Regions from separate parts of the Rattus norvegicus genome. Here region 1 is linked to region 2. The links are chromatin contacts, called in public Hi-C maps. All regions are on one chromosome and are shown on one strand. Each heading gives the region's core, a stretch centred on a gene start, on an enhancer-like site or on the middle of the called end of the contact. The rest is flanking DNA. Distances are from core to core; before and after follow the strand shown.

The links. A called contact is a pair of places that touch in the nucleus more often than the background predicts.
Region 1: a Hi-C map of Schwann cells shows a contact between it and region 2, with 7 times the contacts expected there. The contact joins the promoter of Rgs22 here to the promoter of Osr2 in region 2. A contact is called at or near these places in 9 of 12 Hi-C or Micro-C datasets (the A7r5 cell line, the Rat2 cell line, Schwann cells and 6 more).

What each region holds. Positions count from the first base shown.
Region 1 is chr7:69,191,997-69,197,467 of GRCr8, forward strand. Rgs22 (regulator of G-protein signaling 22) reads right to left here and starts at 2,045. Exons shown (of 27, transcript XM_063264609.1): 1 at 1,790-2,045; 2 at 1,365-1,393. The coding sequence starts at 1,814.
Region 2 is chr7:68,369,331-68,374,404 of GRCr8, forward strand. Osr2 (odd-skipped related transciption factor 2) reads left to right here and starts at 3,739. Exons shown (of 4, transcript NM_001012118.1): 1 at 3,739-4,089.

The sequences.
Region 1 (5,471 bases), core at 795-3,294, 820 kb after region 2:
CTTCAAGCACAATCACTCAAATGTGAAGTGGTGTGCTGCTAGACTGGCCTGTACGGAAAGGAGAGGCTGGATCGGAAGCCCTGCTGCATGAAGCACTTGAGGTGCTGGAATAACTTAAATTCTACAGTAAGCGGGCCTCCGCCAATGTATGCGAGCACTTCTGAGGTGCTGTGTGGACCTGTGTGTTGGTGCACACACAAGGCTGGAGTTTCTCTTTTCTCTGCCTCTTCCTCCTCCTCCTTCCAGGATCTGCTAACTTATCCCTCTCTCTGATGTTAGCCCCAACTGGACTGTTAACGTTTTGAGACTTAGCCCCAGCATTTAGGACAATACTTTGAATGCACAATCACTCATGTTTGTTGAATAAGAAGCCAGAAGTAAATAGGCCAACTAGAGAAGTAAGTGCTGGAGGACATTGGTAAATACTAGACGTGACTGGAGCTCTAGCCTCCGACCAGGTAGGAGTAAGAGTCATCTCTACATCTGTCTGTGCCCTGGGGCAAGCTCTTCATGTTTTCGATAGGCTTCATGGAATATTCTCTAAAAACAGCACTCTGCCAAATGACAAATGGATGTGGCAAATATTTAGTACGCTCAATTTCTCCAAGAGTCTGACCTGAGAACAATGCATCAAAGACATTTTAAACAGTTATAAATGTATTACTTGTTTCTGTTGTTGGTTGTGTTTGTTTTATTTAATTGGTTTTGGTTTTTTGGTTTTGTTATTTATATTATCTGATTGGTTTTTTGGGGGGGTTGGTTTTTGGAGGGTTTTTGTTTGTTTTTGGTTTTGTTCTTTGAGACAAGGTCTCTCTATGTAGCCCTGGCTGTCCTGGAACTTACACTGTAGACCAGGCTGGCCTCAAACTCACAGAAATCCTCCTGCCTCTGCCTCTGTCTCCTGAATCCTGGGTTAAAGGCCTGAGTGCTACCATGAGGGGTACCATGAGGGGTGGGGGGAATTTTTTTTTAAGAGAGGATCTCACGTAGCCTTGAATTTGCTATGTCACAAAGGATGACCCTGAACCCCCAATCCTTCCACCCCATCTCTAATGCTGGGTTTACAACTGTGAGTCACTTTACTGCTCAACCCCCTTCCTCAATGTCATCTACTAATGTTTACTGCAACCAGGAAGTGCTGGCACATCACAACAAAGCCATGGAGAAATTACATGAGCTCTCTTACAGGAGACAGCTTTGACCTGAAGAGAATGTAAAAAAGACCTATCCACTGTCTCGCCACTGTGTCTGTTGCCTGGAATGGCAAAAGGAAAATCACATAGCCTTCCTCCTAGAATCCAACCTTTTCTATTAAAACAAAAGGCCATGGGGGATCACCAAGTAGCCCATTTAACTGTACTTACAAATTCTTCTTCTGTAACTTCTGGCGGCTCTGAAAGGAGACAAAACGTTACCTTTTCGTACTCAGATCTTCCTTTTAGACTAAGTGACTTGGCCCTACTGTATATACATCCCGGGTGAGCTCAGTAAAATGTTCATTATCCGCATATGAATTAGATTTTAAGGTAGGATTCAAGGTGGAGACGGGGAGGAAAGACCTCTGGACTCTGGCTTGGGACCCACTGTAACCCCAGAGCTAACCTAAGGCCCCCAGTTGCAAAGGGAGAGCTTATCGAGGTGGAGTTAAGGTAATAGGGACCTCCCAGGGGGCTCCTATAAAAGGCTGGAAGAGCCGAGGCAGCGGGCGGAGGCTGGGGAGAGGCGTGGGGCTGGGGTCGAGCAAGGCCTGGGTGCGGGAGTGCCCGGCGGAGCGCCGGGGCCCACCTACCCGCCGAGAGCCGCCTTTCCGGCATGTTGTCCGGGGGCCCAGCTGCCCGGCCCCGCTGTCTGGGGAGCGACCGCCGCCCGGCGGCGCGCGGCCAGGGAATGCCCGTTCTGTGCTGCCTGCTGTTGCCATAGAGCTGCACAAAGCAGAGGCGCCTGGGCCTGGGGTGGAGGCTGGGGAGCGGCCGTTACTGTGGAGATCGCAAGGTTCTGGGTGGGGAAGGGCCGCTGGTGGGGGGAGGGGAGCTGGGGGCAATGGGGGTGTGTGTGCAGACCTTCCCACGGGGAAGGACCGCAGAGCCAGGGCCCTGTTCCCTTAGTACTGGTCAGACGCCTGCGGCCAAAGGTAATACCGCTGCGTTTTTATGAACACTGACCACTAAACATTACTGGAACTGGAAACCACAGATTACAGATACCCTGTAATGCGTGTTCAGGAAAGGAGTTAGGAAAACAAAGCCCTGCGTAGTGACACACACCTGTAATCACAGCAGTTAAGAAACGGAAAGGAGAGGGGCTGGGGATTTAGCTCAGTGGTAGAGCGCTTACCTAGGAAGCACAAGGCCCTGGGTTCGGTCCCCAGCTCCGAAAAAAAAGAACCAAAAAAAAAAAAAAAAAAAAGAAACGGAAAGGAGGCAGGAGAACAGAGTTAGCGGATGATCTCAGCTACATAAGAGTTTGAGGCCAGTCTGGGCTACAGTAAAGCGCACACACACACACACACACACACACACACACACAGAATTTAAATAATGAAAATTTAAACTAATATTCTGAATACTAAAAAAAATTTTTATAAAACTTATAATATCCGTATCTGTAGTTCTGAATTTCCCCAGTGGTGCTAAATAAACCCCAGAGCTTGTCCCCTACCCAGCTGTACTTCCAATGCAAATGTCTAAAAGGAAATAAACCCCACCCCACCTATCACTCCACACCCAACTCATACCCATTCCCAAACCAGATCGTAGAGCTTCATCTTCCGGCCAGGGTTGGGGCAAAGACCTGCAAAGCCCTGCAAAGCCCACACTAGGAAGGTGAAGGCAGAATGATTAAGGGGTTCAAGCCCAGCCTGGGCTACATAAGAACCTATCTCAACTAAAACAGGAATATAGTTTCATCTTGGGGCAAAAATCTTATGATCATTAAATGATAAAAAGTAACTCAAGCCAGAAGTTTCCTCCCCCGCCCCCCAAAACTTTTCCTCCAAACCCCACATTCAGGCAAACATTGGATTCAGCCAATTCTACCTTAAAACATGTCTGTATTTGGACTCTCCTGTCATTTCCCACACACAGCCTTAGTGCTGGCTCCCATCTGGTCTGTTGTAAGCTTCCTAACTTGTCTATCTTCCAGTCTTAGCTTCCAGCTAGGAGTTCTCCTTAAATCCATTATCCATGCTGAAAGCAGAGCCAGCTATCTAAATGCAAATCTGACCTACTCTAAAACCATCGTGGTTCCACATTTGCCTCCTCAGTGTGAGGCAGGTATCCGTGTGCCCTTCAGACAATGGGTGCCTATGTTCCAAGGAAGCAGACACCTGCTCCCTGGTTGTAGTATTGCAATTTCAGTATGACACAGAGAAAAGACAACAGTGAAATACTGCCCTCGTCAGACAAAATCAGAAAGCCAAATGAAACCAAGAGAGCAGTGGAAGGGAGCAAAGAGGTGAAGGGAGATGGGGCAGGGATTCCCCCAAAGTCCTTGTAGACCCAGCAGAGACTAACTTTCATGATCCAAGTGCTACTTTGGCTGCTGTGCAGAGGATTTAGGCAGCTCAGGTCCAGGCTGATGGTCGTCAGGCAGCACGGCCTTCAGGCTTCATATCTCTATGTAAGGGGAGAGCTGAGGGGCTGGAGCGATGGCTGGGCAGTCAAGAGCACCGGAGAATCCAAGTCCAGAGCCGGCATGGTGGCTCAGAACTCCAGCTCCAGCGATCCCACTACCTCTTCCTGCAAGGAAGTATAGACGCTTGGGCACATACACATAAATAAACGTAGAGCCTAGAAGATCTGACAAAATGGCTGTGGGGAGAAACAGGTATTGGGGGATGAGTCTTGAAGATTTTTGTCTGAACACACAGAAAGGTATGGTCGTCAGCAGACATGGGAAGGTTGTGCAGAGCCACTGTCAAGGAAGTCCCTAAACCAAGATTTCCAGTTTGCAATTGACAAGGGACTTCAGAATTCGGGATACCAACTTGAGAGAACACATTTTTTTTTTTCTGCCACCCAAGAGACTATAATGGCCCTCTTTTTACCAGGACCATTCCCTCCCGTGTGTGTCCCCATGGATGCCCATCATTGGCTTTTCCTCTTGTTCTTGCAAAGCAATACCTTAAAGCCACAGTCATATTACAGCCACTGAGTCAGAAATGTACCTTCTGGGCACTGGAGGCCCCATCAGATGTCAGCCGGTTTCCGCTGCAACACACCCAGGACCACGAGTCGCCTGCTGGACTTCTGGAACTCCTCATTCCAGTCACCTGCCCTGTGCTCTGCCCACACTTACTCATTCTGGCCAGAGAGCCACACTGATAACTTAATCTGTTTATCATGGATGGTGTCTCACCGGTTGCCCTCTCTTACCAGGAGCCCTGAATGAGAACTTGAATAGAACAGCATTGTTCTTCTGGGTTTATAGTTTAGAAAACAGATATAGAAAGGGTTTGTTTTTTTTAAAAAAAAAAAAGTTACAGAGAGCTATTAATAAATTTTTCACATTCCAAAGCCCTTGCTCTTAGATGTTGCGCTAAGTCAACTTGACAGAGCTAAAAATCATTAGAAAGGAGACAGCCTCAATTGAGAAAATGCCTTCATATGGTCAGGCTGCAGGCAAGTCTGTAGGGCATTTTCTTAATTACTGATTGATGTGGAAGGATCCAGCCCATTGTGGGTAGGGCCACCCCTGGGCTGGTTGGTGGTCCTGGGTTTCCTAAGAAAGCAGGCTGAGCAAGCCAGTAAGCATCACGCTCCATGGCCTCTGCATCAGCTCCTGCCTCCAGGGTCCTGACCTGTTTCAGTTCCTGTCCTGACTTTCTTTGATGATAAACAGTGATGTTGAAGTGTAAGCCAAATAAACCCTTCCCTCCCCAACTTGCTTTTGGTTATGGTGTTTCATCGGAGCAACAGTAACCCCAACCGGGACGGATGGCTCTGTTGTATGGCCCTTTTCCAAAACAACCTCCCAAAGTTAAAAACAGCGTTGGGATCACAAAGACAATAGCTTGAACCCAAAAGCCTAGACTATAAACTTCAAAATTTTTGGAGCTTTTGTAACTTCAATGATACATAAGTCATATGCTACCCAGTCCACTCATTTCAAGTGTGGAGTGCCAGCACAAGGTTAGGACATTTCCAGTAGCTTAAAGAAACGGCCCAATGTTTAAAGCATCTCTACTCTGTAACCTGGGGCCTGCCTCCTGAATCTGCCCCTCCTGTCTAGACATTGCATATAGATGGGATCACATCGCTCCTGGTCTTTTGGGTCTGGCTTCCTTCAGTTAATGTTTTCAAGGCTCAGGGACATTGTACGTTTTTATAAATAAGTAGTATTGTTATTGATTACCGGTGGACACTCAGGTTTCCGGGTTTGACCATTAAGGGGAGGGATGCGATGGATGTTCATGTACGATGGCTGTGTGCAGATGTTTTCATTTCTCCTAAGTACCTAGCAGAACTGGTGGG
Region 2 (5,074 bases), core at 2,489-4,988:
TGTTCCCGCCCACTGTTTCCCCAGTAAAACACACACACACACACACACACACACACACACACACACACACACACACACACACATGCACGCACCAGAAGTACGCAGACCTGCAAGAGACCAACAGGAGAGCATTGGGCCTCTCTCACCTTGTTGAAAGTTTGCTGGAATTGGTCTTGCTCCAGCTGCTGGGGGGCGAGAGGACACTTGACAATCCAAACACAAACTGGACCTCTGGGTCTGCCTCCAAGACTTGGTCATGATCAGGTAGCTTTCCCTGAGATTCCATATTCCGTCTATCTAAGCTGCTCCCAAGTGACTAGTGTGTATGCTGCAGACTCCGGTGAGATGAAGCTAAGTGAGGGGCACAGGGACAAGGTCCAATACGCCCTTCTCACCTCTCTCTAGTGGGTGTGGTCTAGCAAAGGGCATCTGGGGCTGTCCAATCAAGCCTAATTTGGGATAGGCCAGGACAAGGACCCATGGCTGGGGCTTTGAGCTTGCAGCCTGCTGCACACACTACTTTTCCTCTCCGGCAAAAGGGTTCAGGTTCAAGCCAAGGGAACCAGGCAGTAAGTGAGGTCGCTGGAGGCCACACTCACAGCCTCGAGCCCACACCACGAAGTGTTCAGCCTACGCCTCCAGGGGGCGCTGCGGCCCTTCTAGCGGGCTGCAGAGCTACTGCCTGCCGAGGAGCTTTCCCACCTTGTTCCTTTGGACAGTCCCGGACCCAGCCACGGTTTCTTAAGAGATGGAATTCTTAATCCTGGCCCCTCCGTACCCTCAGCTCCGTGTCTAAAACTCGCAAGCCTCTCTGCTCGCCTGGCCCCTTCTTCACCGCTCAGTGACTGCACCTTTAACTCGAGCTAGGTCAAGTCCTCCAGGCTGCAGCAAAACACAGCAAAAGGTCTCTGCTCCGCAGAAAGCTGGAGAAAACTAGGAGCCGGGAAGCCGACCCATACATAGAGGGATCCTAGGGAAGAGAAGTTTTCCGTAACTTTGTTTTAAAGGGCTCGATTTATTTAGGATGTCCGCAGCACGCAGTCAACTCCAGGGTATCTGTGTCTGACACCTGCCACTCCACCCGCAGACTCCTGGGTGGGCTGGGGGTTGCGCTGCTCGCGGGCACACACACACACACACACACACACACACACACACCCCAGCTCCTCTGCTAGGCCTTGTTCCCTTCCTTCCACACCACAGACGTTGCTGTTGGGTTTGGGACTGCAGTCCTTCAGCCCGCTCCAGGTCAGGGTGGCCCTGGTGTCGAAAGCCTCGAGTTGTGAGGACTGAAACTGGCCCGATCCACGGATAGATACGTGAGCAGGCAGCTGAAACCCAGCAGGGAGCTGGGACAGCTCCGCGGATCTTCGGACCTGGGGGCTCAGCTGGCCTGTGGCAGACTCAGGAACCTCGGCTTCTGCACGGCAGGACACCGCTGGTGGTCGGGTGGGCCAGTTTTCTGCACCGAGGCATAGTGCGGGTCTGTCTACCTGGTGAGACCGTTCTCTCGATGCGTGCGGGCTTGGGGAGCTGGGGGACGAGGTCTGAGAGCGGAGAAGTTCGGGTGCGGGTCCCAGGTGACCACTCGGCGGCCTGGGGAAGGTACGGCGCTGAGCGCGCTCGGCTGCAAGCTGCGCTGGCTGCACCTGCCCACGCCCGCTGCACGGCTCAGGCCGCAGGGCCCCGCAGGGCCGCGCTGCCACCTGCAAAGGCTCTCGGACTCTTCCCAACCATTTTCCTGCCGCGGCGGAGCTTGGGCTGGGTTGACCCAGAGTTCTTCGCAGGCTGAGAAGCGCGAGGTAAACGTGTTTACAATAACACCCTGGCTCAGAGGGTTTTCGGAAAGGGGGATACAGCTAGTGGGGAGTTATAAATTCTGTCTACCCCACGGGGAAAGCGGGATATTCCGTACCCAATGCACACGGGCCGTGAAGGTGCGAAGCCTGCTCCTGCAGGAGTCGCCTCCACTTTAGCGAAAGAGAACTAGAAAGCCTTGGCTCAGAGCTCAGGTCATCACCCGGTGCGTCTATGTGACGGGGTGTAGGGGGGACCTCTAAGTGAAGAGAAAGTTCCCTCCAGTTCTCTAAATTGAGAAAGGCTGTGGAAGGAATGAGGTGGTTGGAGAGAGGGAACCGCAGGCATCCTGGGAGCTGAGGCTCAGGACCAAGCGCTAAAATGAAAGCACCCTCATAGAACTGACTCGAGAAAGGGTTTTTAAAAACCCCCTTCCTAGGCATTCTCCGAAATCCAGGTTGTTCCTCAAATTTACTCTGAAGAGCTTAAGCGCTACAGGATATTGCACACTCGAGTCTCTGTCCCAAGCTCACTTTGTAATCCTTGCGACCCTACAACTGGTGAAGATGACCTGCCATTCCTGAATTATGTTTTACCAAAGAAACGAAAATTTATATTCTCCTTGACAAAAATAAAATAAAAAGGCTTTTACCTTAATGGGATCATTTCCATGGTGTCTGCCTGCCTTCCTGCTTAGTCTTCGATGGCTCATGGTTTTCTGCTTACACCTATCCACTTCCTCACACAGTTATTGTAATTGTCCTGTGAGGGGACGACCAACAAGTATCTTTTGACGGAACGCGTTTGAACTGTAGTTTATTTAAAAGATCTATGCTTCTGCAAGCACTGGCTCCAGTGTCCTCAGGTGGTTTGGGACCAAGGACCTTTTGCTTAGTTCTGTTCGGGGCGCATCACGACCGAGAAAAAGAAGAAGCTGCTTGAAGTGGGTCTTGTTCCCTGCCACTCTTTTCCAGAGGGGTTGGAATGCCCTCTCGTTTACACGCTCACAAAACTAAACCTTTAGGAGAACTAGGAAACCTAACAGTACCCGTCAAATTCAATCAGTTTTCCTGGCGGTTGAACAATGAACTCAATTTTTGCTGAGAACGAAGATAATGCACGTTTCGAGGCACTGGAATAGTCTTTTCCTAAAATTTAAAAATGATTATTCTTCACCCATTCCAGATGGGCACGTTATTGTTTGCCAATGGGTTGCAGATGCCCACTCCTTTGCCCAAGTTGGTTAACTGCTTATGAAGTGTACATTAGCTGATTAAAGCTTAGATATTGGAAGAAATTTCTTCTGTAACATTCCAGATGTCTCTGCACTAATTATGAAATTAGTCAATTGTCACCTTCATAAACAAACTTTGTTTTGAAAACAGGGGAGGAAAACGGACTACACATACAGCCTTAATTGACCAAAAGTATTGGCAGAACTGTTTTACATCGGAGGAAGGGCGATATATGCTGGAAAACAAAATCTCAAAGTGATAGCTTTGACCCTTTGAAGCAGGTGGTTATATTAAACGTGTTAAGACCCGTAAGTGACGCCGGCAGCTAACCAAGTAAAAAGTACAAAAATGCCCTTTGGACTTCTCCGCGGACTCGGAAGACCCAGTAGTTGAGCTTCTAACAGTATAAGGAAAGTGTCATCCAAAAAGAGGGGATGGGCGTTGTCTTTGTGTGAGGTTTGAATTGAGTCACCTTGGGCTCTGGGTCTGGGTTAACTGAGAAACCTCAAGCAAACCTGCGCCTTTAAGACTCAGTTGCTATCCAAACACAAGTAAACAGAGTGGACCATTAGCGGGCGCCCGGCGTGGAGGCGGAGCCTGGGTGCTGCGGCCCCGCTCCTCTGCAGGGCGCCCGCTGCGAGGGGAGGCGGGGCCGCTACTAAAGCCTTGGACTCCGGGCGGGGGGCAGCCTGGGGCGGGACGCGGGCTGGGACGGAGCTCAGCGCGCTCGCTGCCGGAGGGTGATGGCCCTGCAGGGCTGCGGGCTCCGACTTTACCCGCAGTCCGCAGAGAGAAACTGGCCCACGCAGCGGGATCTGGGCGAGCGCTGAGCACTCATCCAGAGCACGCTTGATTTTTACTCATCCCGCTTCCACAGACTGCCGAAGACCAAGTACCGCTGTCGCTTTCGCTCCCCCAGATCATGTCCTCGGTTCCCGGGACAGCGCGCCGAAAAAGAAGTTCACCCAGTTTGGACCTCATGACCTTTCCAAGCTGTGCGTCCTGCTGCCCGGACCTAGTCTGAACCGCGCTGCCCAGGCAGACATCGGTTCTGGCGGTGAGTGTTCTTTCCGGGCCAGGTTGTAGCCTTCTGAAGGAAGGGAGGGATGCGGGTGCTCTAGGGGCGCCCGGGTTCTCAGTCTGGAGCGCTACAAGTTCAGAGAATGAAAGGCAGCCCTGTGGACACAAGTCCCGGGCCTCGTGCTCTGGCTTCCTCGGGTCCCTCCACGCGACTCCCTGCTAATACACTCAATCGTACTTTTGTGTGCTGCCCCTTAGTTTGGTTTTGGTAGATTTACGCACTCGGCAAGATTTATAAAGGCGGATCGTCGTACTTTGTGGCCAGATCCCATCACCCCGAGATATTGCTCCCCTGCTCTAGAGAGCGGGGATCCACGCTTCCTACTGCAGCTCCGGCAGGCAGTTCGGAAGGGCCCGGGCACCCGGTGCAGTCAAGTCAGCGACTCCGAAGGCGCATTTCACAGGGGAATAGTCCAGTCGTAGGTGATTATTTTTTCCAACCGTGTGCTGGCCTCTTGCTTTTCCTCCGCTCCGGTCTTCGCCTAGAGGCCAGCAGGCAAGCTCCTCAGGAGCTGAGACGCTTGGGTTGTCAAGAAATAGCTCGGAATGGAGTCGCGGTTGTAGGAAGGAGGCAGGACAAGGTGTTTGTGGAGGAGGCGACGCTGGATCGGTCTCCCCACCTGTGAGCAGAGAACAAAAGAGCACTGGCTGCCCCCGAAGCGAAACTAGTGCAGACAGCAACTTTCTCTGCTCCACAAACTCCAGTCTTGAACAGAACAAGAAAATGACACGGGGAGGGAGGGAGCGGAGACAAACCCAGATTCTGCGGAAGGCATCTTAATTTAATTAACTCTTTGGGAAGGCAGAGGCATTGGGAAGGGATTGGAACTTCGTGCCCCCACCCCCAACTTGACCAAGTTCTCTTCCCCCACCATGATTTCAGATCCCTTTCCACTATAGTTCTCTGGCTTATATACAATTGTGTTGTGTTTGAACTAAAATTCAGTGAGCATACCACATCT